Linked DNA regions of Mus musculus: all the other regions are linked to region 3. The links are chromatin contacts, called in public promoter capture Hi-C maps. All regions are on one chromosome and are shown on one strand. Each heading gives the region's core, a stretch centred on a gene start, on an enhancer-like site or on the middle of the called end of the contact. The rest is flanking DNA. Distances are from core to core; before and after follow the strand shown. Region 1 overlaps Lrba (LPS-responsive beige-like anchor). Region 2 overlaps Lrba (LPS-responsive beige-like anchor). Region 3 holds the start of Lrba (LPS-responsive beige-like anchor). Region 4 overlaps Lrba (LPS-responsive beige-like anchor).

The links. Promoter capture Hi-C pulls out the DNA fragments that hold promoters and counts their contacts.
Region 1: a promoter capture Hi-C map of second pharyngeal arch cranial neural crest shows a contact between it and region 3, with 3 times the contacts expected there. The contact joins the enhancer-like site here to the promoter of Lrba in region 3. A contact is called at or near these places in 9 of 39 promoter capture datasets (3T3-L1-derived adipocytes, cranial neural crest, embryonic stem cells and 4 more), 2 of 115 datasets of contacts at active chromatin or transcription factors (embryonic stem cells and large pre-B cells) and 2 of 9 other capture datasets (adipose tissue and liver).
Region 2: a promoter capture Hi-C map of stem cell-derived epiblast-like cells shows a contact between it and region 3, with 2.4 times the contacts expected there. The contact joins the enhancer-like site here to the promoter of Lrba in region 3. A contact is called at or near these places in 7 of 39 promoter capture datasets (the 3T3-L1 cell line, the C10 cell line, HPC-7-derived erythroid cells and 4 more), 2 of 115 datasets of contacts at active chromatin or transcription factors (embryonic stem cells and stem cell-derived neural progenitor cells) and 1 of 9 other capture datasets (adipose tissue).
Region 4: a promoter capture Hi-C map of liver shows a contact between it and region 3, with 2.7 times the contacts expected there. The contact joins the enhancer-like site here to the promoter of Lrba in region 3. A contact is called at or near these places in 7 of 39 promoter capture datasets (the C10 cell line, the HPC-7 cell line, embryonic stem cells and 4 more).

What each region holds. Positions count from the first base shown.
Region 1 is chr3:86,698,923-86,702,138 of GRCm38.p6, forward strand. All of the region lies in intron 47 of Lrba (LPS-responsive beige-like anchor), which reads left to right. Among named protein-coding and RNA genes, the nearest start is that of Gm52625, 50 kb to the right of the region's middle. Within about 2 kb of position 1,854, at least 38 of the 459 cell types and tissues checked have an H3K27ac peak or open chromatin away from gene starts, as enhancers often do. A contact at or near this core is called in second pharyngeal arch cranial neural crest, where this site is marked.
Region 2 is chr3:86,676,561-86,679,436 of GRCm38.p6, forward strand. The region is part of intron 47 of Lrba (LPS-responsive beige-like anchor); the gene reads left to right. Among named protein-coding and RNA genes, the nearest start is that of Gm52625, 72 kb to the right of the region's middle. Within about 2 kb of position 1,406, at least 38 of the 459 cell types and tissues checked have an H3K27ac peak or open chromatin away from gene starts, as enhancers often do. A contact at or near this core is called in pre-B cells and stem cell-derived epiblast-like cells, where this site is marked.
Region 3 is chr3:86,223,294-86,226,065 of GRCm38.p6, forward strand. It overlaps Lrba (LPS-responsive beige-like anchor), which reads left to right and starts at 1,397. Exons shown (of 57, transcript NM_030695.2): 1 at 1,397-1,461; 2 at 1,776-2,211. The coding sequence starts at 1,996.
Region 4 is chr3:86,634,316-86,637,498 of GRCm38.p6, forward strand. The region is part of intron 44 of Lrba (LPS-responsive beige-like anchor); the gene reads left to right. Among named protein-coding and RNA genes, the nearest start is that of Gm31677, 84 kb to the left of the region's middle. Within about 2 kb of position 1,331, at least 42 of the 459 cell types and tissues checked have an H3K27ac peak or open chromatin away from gene starts, as enhancers often do. A contact at or near this core is called in hippocampal neurons, liver and stem cell-derived epiblast-like cells, where this site is marked.

The sequences.
Region 1 (3,216 bases), core at 604-3,103, 480 kb after region 3:
TCAGTAAGTCTTCAAACATATACCATCACCTAGAGATACTGAGTGTGAGAAGTAGTGTTTAAATGATCTGACTGAAATGTTCGATTATTTATAATAATAAATATGAGCTGGATTTCAGTTCTCAGCTTCTGAGTCTCTGGCTCTTCTTTCTATAGTCTGCACACCACCAGATATTTAAACATTTAAGAAAGTTTATTCTGTTTTCAGGCTGTGTGCCAGAGAAACCCAATACAGTATACAAAAAGACATCTACCCTGTTAGAGCAAGCGAAAGGAAGAAGCCACTTAGATAATGCAGTAATGCTTTTGCAAGTATACATAAGAAGCTCTTTTTAGAATATGTTTCTTCTAAATTGCTTGACTTCAGCCATGTAAGCTAAACAGGATTTAGTCCTCAGTGTTTTCCTCCCATAGAGCTGTCTTTCCAGGAAGGATGGTTAAGTGAAATGTAAACATGGAGAAGAAAAGTAAACTGCTTTGCAAACATTTTAGTGATTTGTTTCTTAAATAAACAACTGATCACTGTTACTGCTATTGAAGATAAAGTGTCTCCCTAGATTGTTATATGATTAAAAGAGAATTTTGAGTATTACTTTATACTGATAGAGTTCAAATACTGCAGCAATGGCTCTAAGGGGTCTTATTGAGACATAACTTTTTGCCCAGACTGTAAGCTACCCCTCTGTCCATACTCTCCACAATGATGCTGTGGTACCATGTAATAGATACAAAACAGCCTCTACTTTTAAACAAATAAGAGTTTAATGGACAGATTAGTTGTATTATATAGTTTTTTTTAACTTTTAAAGAGGTAACTGAGCTTTGCAATCTGCATGTTTAAATACCATTGCTGACGAGGACCCTGTCTGAAGCTCTGGCTATAAGCAATGGGCTTCTCTGAAGGTAAGCCATGAATTTAGGGTCCACAGCAGTAAGAACACTGAAACCCAGAACTTGACCTCTTAGGAGGATAAGGGTTAACTTCCCTAGTTCTCTGTAGCTGGGTTTGAAGGGCTCTAGGTTCCATGAGTTAATGAACTCTTACGTAGTACATGGTGGCCTTTTAAGCCAATGTACTACTTAATAGTCAGTGGATTTTTATTATTAGTGTTTCTCAAATTACAGAAAATAGCTAATGAGTTTCTATTGATCATCTTAAATATACTCACGTTGCTTTTGTTAAGTATAAAGGTCACCATCAACATTGATAAAGGGTATCTCCTTCACAGAAAGAACGAATTAGCTAAAACACCAGGATAGACAGATACCCTTGCCTGCTTTTTATTGGAATGCCTTGCTAAAAGTGACTTAGGTATAAGCAAATTACTTCATTTTGATTCTAGATGCTGAGCCCCTAATAGCTTTTAAATTTATACAGTTTTTGTTTAGCTGTCAAAACATTTAATTATATCATGCCCAAAGGTGTAAAGCTGTCAAATAAATCCGAGTGTAGGCATAAACATTTACTAGGTTATTGTGCTACTACACCCTGGTTACTGGAAGGCTGGTGAACCTGTTTGGGGGAGGGGTATGTGGAAGGACATTAACTCAGCAGGTACAGAACAACACTGGCCTGATGAATTGATGCTTCCTTGTAAAACAGCAGGTAGTAATGCCCCCAAGTCTTTGTAATCTCTCTCTCTCTCTCTCTCTCTCTCTCTCTCTCTCTCTCTCTCTCTCTGCCTACCTCTCTCCCTCTCTCTCTCTCTCTCTCTCTATCTCTATCTCTATCTCTATCTCTATCTCTATCTCTATCTCTATCTCTATCTCTATCTCTATCTCTATCTCTATCTCTCCTCCCCAAAAAATAAAGCCACCGAGCAAGTGTACCTGTCTCTTTGCACATAGTATCCTTGCATTGGCCTTGTCTTTGTTCGTATTAAATGTGAACAATCCCTCTGTCCTACTTCACTTTCTCCTTACAGTCCTTGCTGTGCGAAGAATGACTCCAGTAGCAGTTGGAAAATATTCTAATCAGTCAGCAACTAATTACTATCAGTTTTGAGTTTTCTATGTATAACATTTTTAAAGGGAAAAAATTATTGTTTTCTTTTTCCTCAGTAACTAACTGTCCCATACATTTTCATAAAGTTAGTTTTACAAGCGAGAGCATTAGCACAAATAAGAATGTAGACTTCTCAAATGCAAAATTCACCGAGAGGTGAGGGAGTAAAGTAAATTAGTTCTACTTTGAAGCTTTTATTTTCCTCCCCTTTCAAAATGAATGGGAAGGCCCTTGAGAGGCCCTTGAATGGAAGCTGCTTTTCATTAGTGCTACCAAATACCTACTTGAAAGAGTGGAGTTCTGACTGAACACCCACACAAGAGAAAGGGAAAGCTTCCTTTTCTCCTGCAGGACCATCAGCTAAATAGCTCTTGGCTTCTCTTTTCCAATCAGGTGGTTTCCCATCAGAGTTAATTACTCCAGTCATTTATTCTAATCACCCTCCTCTTATGGCTAGCTGCATTCTGTCATGGGGTGGCATCTTTTGAAGCCAGTTAAGTTTGAAAACCACTGCAGGGTACTTGAGGCTCATTAGTGAGGCCTATCCATGCCTGGCTTTGGATTTGCCCCCTGATTAACTCTGCATCTCCCAGCCTCGCTCCCCCTCCCACCCTCCCCTACCCCCACTCCTCAGTCCCGCTCCAACAGGAATGTTTCAATTAACTCTTACCATGCTGTCTGTCTTTTCACCTAAATGTTTAGGAGAAATGTAAATGTGGTCGTTGCTACTCAGATCCCTGCTGGATCCTGACATTTTAGCAGCATCCTTTGAGTGGGATCCCACTGCCTTGTAGAGATCCTACTAAGAAGAGTTATATTTTTTAACAACAAAGGAGGAAAATGGGGTTTATGGATTAAACACATTTGAGTTCTTGATCCAGTTCTAACTCTATAGCGGTTCCAACTCTGATTTTAAGCACTCTGGGTGTTTTCCCAAGTGACCTGGAGTTGTGGGAAATTTGTAAGACTCTAAGCAGTTACTTATTTTTATCAGGTCTAGTAGTTTAATTTAAAAGCAATTATCAGATCTCATTTAAGAGATACTAGAGTCAGAAAACAAAATGTTTATGTCATTTCTAAAAATGAAGGACAAATGTAACTATTGCATAGTTTGTTTGGCATAGTTATATGAAAATACTTAGAATATTATCCAAAAATTTACAAATAGATATATGTCTGGAAGGGTAAATGAAAATGTCTACCTAATTTGGA
Region 2 (2,876 bases), core at 156-2,655, 450 kb after region 3:
AATTGCCTGTCTTTTCACAAACATCTTTGGAATAACCTTGTACGTTATCTCCTTAATTTAGTGTTCATAAAGTTGTATTACAATTATTTAAATAATCCTGTATACCAAAAATGACATATAATAGATCCTGTTTTGATCACTTTTAAAAATACAATGACATAATTTATGGTCCCCATGCCTGGGAGCAATGTAATCTGCATCTCAGCAGCAGATGACTTGTTTATGTTTCCATCAGGATCATCCTACGAATGGCCAACTTGACACCATAGGGCAATATAAGTTATAACAGATACTCGTAAAATAGATACTCCCTAAATTGGAGAGTCTTACAAATACTGTTTGAAAAATTTAGTGTGTATGTAACAGGAAAATTTATTCTTTGATGTGTTTGTGTGATTGACCCACCTGAGCATGAATCTGTTGATATGAGATGTCATAGCCAGTTTAGAACCATACGGTAAGTGACACAAAATAGTTCATGAAGGATAGGCATGGTATTTCAATAAAATATAGGCAATTTCTAATACTGGCTTATGCATAAAACATGAACAACAATTATAAGACATATAAAGAGTAAGTTGCCAGGTGTGGTGATGCACACCTTCAATCCCAGAACTCCGGAGGCAGAGGCAGGCGGATCTCTGTTAGTTCAAGGCCAGACTGGTCTGCAAATCAAGTACCAGGATAGCCAAGTCTACACAGAGAAACCCTGTCTTGAAAGCTCCCAAATATAATAGTAGTAGTAGTAGTAGTAGTAGTAGTAGTAGTAGTAGTAGTTGTAGTAGTAGTTGTAGTAGTAATAATAATAATTTTATTAAAGTTAAGGAGCTGAAATATTATAATAGAATGTTCTAGATTTTAGGTAAGCTATATTTATATTTGTCAGATTATGTTGTAATTTTCAAAATGGATACTGAAAAATTGCCCTGAATGATTACTGTATGAGTCCCCCCATCATCAATAGTCCCCCTATAATACTTAGGAAATATACATTTAATTATTTAAAAGCACAAGTTAAATTTTCACATATGTTTTGTACCAGTTGCAATAAATATATTCCAGTAAATATAAAGCTTTAGCTGGGCCTGATAGCACAGTACTGTAATCCCAGCTACACAGGAGGCTGAGACAGGAGCACATGCTCAGAGCCTGACTGAAAACTCAAGGCCAGCCTACCCAGTGTGGCCAAGTTAAAAGAGGAGCTCCAGCTCCTGGCTTGCACATTTGCATATGTAAGGTCCTGAATTCTGTCCTCTGTTTCACAAAGACAAAGAAAAAACAGCAGCTTCTTACAGCACCAGAGAGACCCTGAGAAAAAGTAAGGTCTCCCATTTAAGTGACAGCATCTCCCTCTTCTTTTCCTTGGGGCCCACTAAGGTACTCTGCTTATTGGCTTACTTCCTCTCCTGGGCTCCTCTGCCTCTTCCTGTGAACACATTTCACTTCCTCCCCTCAGTCGCACTCACTACACAGTGGTTTCAGTTGTTCTAAGTCTTTCTAAGTGACACCTTCCCTGTTGTAGTTGGCCTGTGTTGTGTAAGATTAATCCTCTCAACAGGTACCATGTTTCTGTCCTGACAATCCAATGCCTTCGATGAAAACCTCTAGTCTTCTCTGTTTTCTTTTGTCAACTTTTTTTGTTCTCTGCACTAGAGAAGATACTGCAATGCATTTAGTGTATTTTTAACTCTTCATTGTGTGTTTTTCATAGGTATTTGTTCTTTATTTTAATAAAGCTTTGTTCAATTCAAGCTTTTGTTTTTAAGAAAAAGGTAACTGTGTCTCACTGAGCATTTAATATGTTCTATATTCTGCTATATATTCTGGATTAGTTTCTTTAATCCTTACAACAGTCCTGTGAGATAAGTGCTATTTCTCTACTCTATATTAGGCAGCTGAGCCAGAGTTTATGTAACTTGCCAAAGTCATGACTATTGATCATTAGTATACTGAGCTGAGACTCCAATGCATGCTGACCATGTTCACCCCACTGTGCTGCCTGTGGGGTAGTTCTATTGCCACATGTGCTATAATAGGTTGTGGTTATATAGAAAGTTCTTTGAAAATGCACTTTATATTAGATTTATTGAATGAAAATATGAATTGAATGAGAAAAATACTTTCACCTACTGGTTTTCATTTAAAAAAACTCAAAATTTATTAATTAATTTATTTATCTTCATTAAATAAAATTAATGAAAAAAGGATGGTTCAGATGATAAAAATTGTAGATGTGAGTTAATGTATTTGTTTATAGATGCATAAGAAAAATATTCTTATGAAACAGATCTCTAGCAACATTTTAATAGTTGATGTTTAGATGATTTCTTTATTCTTTGCTGGTCAGATTATTTTAGTAGGTATTATTTTTTCAAAACTTAAATAAAGAGCAAAATTATATTTGTAGAATGACGATGTGACATATTGTATGTTAGAGAAAATGCTTAGTACTAATCAGAAAGAACAGTACAGGGGGTGGGGATGGATTAAGCTTTTGAATTGGCTCACATAATTATTGAAGACATAAATTGTCTTAGTGTAGAGACCCAAGAGAACCTGTGGTGTAACTCAGTTCAAGATTTTGACCAAGGGAGCCAGTGTTAAAACTCTAAGTATGCTGTACTAATTATTTTTTATGCTATAATAAAATACTATAAAATATCAACATCAACTTAAGCATTTGGGCTTGTAGTTAACTAGATGTCCATAATGATAGGGCAAGCATGGTGACAGTAGCAGGAAGATGAGAGATCACATGTCAGCCACACACAGGAAGCAGAACAAGCAGGAAGGAGATGAGGCTGAAAGTCTCAAAGCCCACCCCCAGTGACATACTTCCTCCAGTAAGATTCTACTGCCTAAACGTTCCATAACCT
Region 3 (2,772 bases), core at 147-2,646:
CTGGGAGTATTTTAGTACTTTAAAGTCTTATCCCAGAGAATACTAATAGAACAACTACCTCCTCTATGTTCATTTTATTTTATACTAATGCACCAGGATCAATGCTTTGCCATCATCAGAGGCAGTGAAGAGAATGACAACATTAGACTATGACAATTTGTACTGGCTTCAAATCCTCATTTATATATATTTAAAAGCATCTATAATGAGGCAAACTTAACTTCCACACTGGGAAATTGAGAGGAACCCCCTTTCCCATTTCCAGCCCCCCCCCAACCCCCCCGGTGAATCCCGCCTCCACAGCTCCGAGCAGCTGTCTGAGGAATGAATCCTCTACTCCTTAGAATGTGGGAGAGCTTTGCTGGGGCGGCAGCTGCCAGGCAAGGAATCCTCCCAGTCGCTGTCCCTCCCCTCCGAGCAGCGGCAGCTGCCAGGGCATCCCAGTGGAAATCTTTCCCAGTTAGCGCCGCGGGCGGGCAGGCAGCAGCTGAGCTCAGTCAGGGGTGGAGACTGCTCCCCAGAGGCTCCAGCGCCGCCACCTCAACGACTCCTAAGTCCCTCAGGTGTCCTTCTCCAAGTCCAACACGAGGACACCTTGACAACGTGGGGCGGGTACCCTCGGCGCTCAGAGACCTGCTGTTGCACAGCACCCGCCTCCCGTTCGTCGCCAAAGCACAGTCTGGGCGAAGAGTGCGAGGGAAAAGCGCGCCGCTCGCGGCTCTACCTGAGCAGCGCGCTCTCGAGGCGCGCTCCCGCCCGCGTGGCACCTCCAGCGAGCGCGCGTGCTCTGCTCCGCCACTCACCCGCGATTCTCCGGGCCCGCCCGCACGTCCCCTACTAAGCCGCCTCCGCTAGGGCGCCCGCCCGCTCGCTCGCTCGCCCGCCCCACCACCCCGCGCGCTCGCGCTCGCGCACGCGCACGCCGCGCCCGGCGGCCCTCGGCGCTGTCATGGCGGCGAGGAGCAGCTTCAGTAGGCATAGGGGTAGTCCCGCGCGCCGTAGCCCGGCGTTCTGTGGCAGTAGCATCCTCGGCCACCGCGGCGGCACGAGCCGCGGCGTCGCCCCCGCCTGCAGTAGCTGCGTTTGCAAGGGCTGAGCGCAGGGGTGGGGCGGCCTAGGGAAGCACGGAGTTCTAGGCAGCCGCCGGGCTCCCGGGGAGCGGACTAGGGAAACTTGAAGGCTGCGACCAGGTGCCTTGACCTTTCTCTCCCCGGTCCCGTCCCGGTCCCTGTCCCCGTCCCCGCAGGCGCGTCGGGCCTGCCTTCCCGCCCCAGCACACACCTCCCTTCCTCTCCTCAGCCGAGCTCAGGTGCCCGGGCGAGGTGCTCCACTCCTCCCCCTGGGCCGAGCGCTGAGGAGAATCACCGCCCCCTTCCCCCGCCTTTTCCTGCCCTGGATCTCCGCCGCCACCTCCGTCTCGCTGCGCCCCGGCGGGGGTGAGGACGAGGCCGGAGTCTCCGGGTGAGGAGGAACTTTGGACCTCAGTGGTCGCAGGGGCCCCCCGTCCTCTGCCGGCGACAGTCCCCCGCGGTGCACCTGCCCGCGCCCACCACCTGCGCGGGCTGGGGGGGGGGGGGGAGGAGTGAGCCTGCTCGCCGGCCTGGAGGACCCGCCTTCGGCGGAGCGGGCGATGGAGCCCGGGAGGAGCGGCCGGCCGGCTGGCCCTTGGGGTGCCCTTAGTAACTTATTTGACAGACAGTAACTATTTCCCTCTCCTCCCTAAAAAATCCCACGACAGACCTACCCTATTTAACAGATGTTTAATCTTCCAATAGGCTTTGGCGTTGTTGTCAGCCTCCGGGAGAGAGATTGGACAAATAGTCTCCAAGAGGAGGAGGGCGACGACCAAGGACTTTCCTGCTTTTTTGGGTTTCTCCGCAAGTTGGAACAGAGACCCTTTTTGGTTTAGCGTTTGCGTGTGTGTTGGTGCCTCTTCTCCGTGCAGCGACTGCTGGCCCAGGGTGACTCTGACTTGTCCTTTCTCGTGAACTAGTCATGGCTAGTGAAGACAATCGTGCCCCTTCCCGGCCACCAACAGGTGATGACGGGGGAGGTGGAGGGAAAGAAGAAACCCCTACGGAAGGGGGTGCGCTGTCTCTGAAGCCGGGGCTCCCCATCAGGGGCATCAGAATGAAATTCGCCGTGCTGACGGGGTTGGTTGAAGTTGGAGAAGTGTCCAATAGGGATATTGTAGAAACTGTCTTTAACCTGGTAAGTAGATCAATATTTTATAAGCATATACTTTTCTCGGTGAGTTGGGGAGCAAGACGAAGTTGGGGTCATGTGCTTCACTCAATCTAATGGCTTTTTCCACGGATAGACACAAAATTCTACTTGACCTAAATGGAGCAATTACTTGTATTTCAGTTTAAAGAGAATTATGCAAAATTTGATGCTTCAGGTTTTCAATGAACATGAACAGATCACCTTTGTGCTAATTAAGCAAGTGTTGATGTGGAAGTATATTTGTGTGTGTATGTGTGTGCATGTGTGTGTGTAGTCAGGTGTTCAATGGAGAATTTGGATGTAACTTTTTTTTCCTCTTGGAGTGTATGTTTAAGCCTGCGATTTTTCTCTTTAATATTTTGAATAAATGACTTTTTTTTTTTTGGACTTGGGAGCTAATGTAAGTTTTTGCCTAAGTTATGTTTTGCTATAGTTAGTTTTAAATACAGAATTCATGTTCATAGTGCTGATATAGGCTAACTTGTAAATTAGTATTTTTAAAATTCTGGCTACTTTTAGTTTTAGAAATAACTAACCAAGGTTGAA
Region 4 (3,183 bases), core at 81-2,580, 410 kb after region 3:
AAAATAAGACACTTGTTCTTCCTATAGTACACTATGGCCTGAATAACAAAGACTCTTTGTTCATTTTCCTCCTCTGCAAGGCAGATGGGATGCAACCAAGTAACCATGGTTTTCTTTAAAAAGCTTCAAAAACACATAGATTATTGACTTTCATTTGGGGTTGCTGCTGTGGTACACAGTTAACAAAGTTAAAGGGAAAGTAAATAGGAGACATTAATTACAGTATATATTTCAGATAGAAACTGTTTTAAAGCATGGTTTCAATGTCCCCAAGACAAAAATATGCATTTTCCATTTGTGATAACTTGTCCTAAAGTGCTTCTCCAGATACTAAGTAAATAGGAAGAAACACCTAAACAATATGTTGTTAAATACTACATACACACACACATACATACATACATACATACATACATACATACATACATACAACAATAGCTATGTTGTCATGCAGAAATACAGTACAATTTCAAGTAATATATCTTAATTTTTTTCTTTCTTTTTTAATACACGAGACTCACTGTGTAGCTCTGGCTGACCTGGAACTCACTGTGTAGACTAGGCTGACCCTGAATTCACAGAAGTCTGCCAATCTGTTTCACTTTCTGACTGCTAGGATTAAAGGTGCATGCTACTCTAACCAGCGTTTCTTCTTTTCTTTCTATATGCATCTTACTTTAACCGGATACTCCAATGAATGAATTTTAATATCTGAGTTCATCATTAATATTTGCATTATCCCAGGCAACACATACCATTCTAGATCTGGCCTGTAGTTTGGTCTTAGTGCCCTAACTCTTTGCTGCCTGTAAGCAGATGACTGTAGCTGCTGGTACATTTTATATCTCCCAGACACAGCGTTTTTACACCTGCAAAAATGGAGGGTGCTAATAGGCCTGGATGATACAGAATTGTTTTTAATATAGTGGGTTTATTTATTTATGACTCTGAGAATCTTTGTTTATATCGGACAAATAGAAACATTGCTGTCATGTGGAGCATTCCTTTGGGTCCATACACTACTTCCTGGAATATTCCCAAACCAAATAATTACAACAGTCACTGACTTTTTTGACATAACATTTCTTTTACCGTTCTCTGAACCACAAACCTTCATCTGTGCATGTACATCAGATACCTTACTGTTATTTTTGACATTTACCCTCAATATCATTGTAATATAAAAACCATGAGGGAACAGTTGGTTCACCAGTATTTCTATTTTAATCTAGTGTTTTGCTTTCACTTTGTCATGACTCTATCACTATGTGCTGGCACTCTGTACTCTTAGAAGAGGATAAGCTCTGCCCTTGTGCTGATTCCGCATTTCCGATCATTCTGTGTGTACATGACAGCATGAGATGGCTTTCAGGAGACCGTCATGATCCTAAGCAGAGCCATAGAGGTCCTCTTGTGTTCCCTTCCAGACCCTTCTCTACGTTGACATCTTGCCACTGCTCTGTACACCACAAAATGGGTCTTTGCAAAGTAGCACTCTTTAACTCTTTCAGGCTTAATTCCTGGGGCGTGCTCCAGACCCTTTCTGTTCTCTCGTTAGCTCTCTTTTCTTAACAATATTTTTCAAGAAAACTTATACTGTGAGGTATTAAAAAGTCTGAGACTTGTGGATTTCAGAAGTTTGTTCATTTGAATAAATCTGTGCACTATAGATAGGGTTTCTGAGGTTTCCTGCCAATTCTTCCTGACCATCTTGGCCTCAGCAGCTACAAACATGTTCCTAGAGTTTGTGGAAAGTCACTTCTGAAAGGTTGGTCTGAGCTGCAGCAGTTCATATGTAAATGTCGAAAGGAAAGAAGGAAGGGTGCTGCCAGCATATGACATCACAGCAGCTGTGTTACAGGATGGGCTTTGCACAGAGCTCTCCTGAGTGCCTTACACATGTGGCTCATAGATAAACCTACTGAACAAAGGTCATATTTGAAAAATAGTGTGCAGATACTGAAATTAGGGAAAACAACTGCTAGCACAGCACTTTCAGATGGAGACAAAGATGTGGAGAGGGAGTTTTAAATCTTACATTTGAGTAGCTAAGACTGAAGTTGAGTTTGAGCTAAATTACTTGTTACTTCATCTCATTTTTTTTGTGAATAAATAATCAGGTTTTATAAGTTATAAAATTCAATCTGGAAGCATTATTCTTTTATTAAGTAACTTCAAGTTATAGTTTTCAAAATTCAAAGAAGAAAAAGCTAATTTTTACTGGTAGTTAAGAGTCAGTGAAGTTTTAAGGTGTCTATGAAAACAAAAGTTTTTCATTAATCTGATTAAAAGATGATTGTCAGTTGCTTTGATATTTTCCAGCTTTTCATATAAATTATTTAGGTGCTTAGATCTTTGAAAAATGCGTTTACTTTTGGACTTTTTGGAGGCTGCAGTGAGGGAGGCTGAGGGGCAGGGAGGCTGCAGTGAGGGAGGCTGAGGGGCAGGGAGGATGCAGTGAGGGAGGCTGAGGAGCAGGGAGGCTGCAGTGAGGGAGGCAGAGGGGCAGGGAAGCTGCAGTGAGGGAGGCTGAGGGGCAGGGAGGCTGCAGTGAGGGAGGCTGAGGGGCAGGGAGGATGCTATGAGGGAGGCTGAGGGGCAGGGAGGATGCTATGAGGGAGGTTGAGGGGCAGGGAGGCTGCAGTGAGGGAGGCTGAGAGGCAGGGAGGCTGCAGTGAGGGAGGCTGAGGGGCAGGGAGGCTGCAGTGAGGGAGGCTGAGAGGCAGGGAGGCTGCAGTGAGGGAGGCTGAGGGGCAGGGAGGCTGCAGTGAGGGAGGCTGAGAGGCAGGGAGGATGCAGTGAGGGAGGCTGAGGGGCAGGGAGGCTGCAGTGAGGGAGGCTGAGGGGCAGGGAGGCTGCAGTGAGGGAGGCTGAGGGGCAGGGAGGCTGCAGTGAGGGAGGCTGAGGGGCAGGGAGGCTGCAGTGAGGGAGGCTGAGAGGCAGGGAGGCTGCAGTGAGGGAGGCTGAGGGGCAGGGAGGCTGCAGTGAGGGAGGCTGAGGGGCAGGGAGGCTGCAGTGAGGGAGGCTGAGGGGCAGGGAGGCTGCAGTGAGGGAGGCTGAGAGGCAGGGAGGCTGCAGTGAGGGAGGCTGAGGGGCAGGGAGGCTGCAGTGAGGGAGGCTGAGGGGCAGGGAGGCTGCAGCACTGCACAGTGCGGCTTTCATCCTGCCTTGTACCAGTTTATT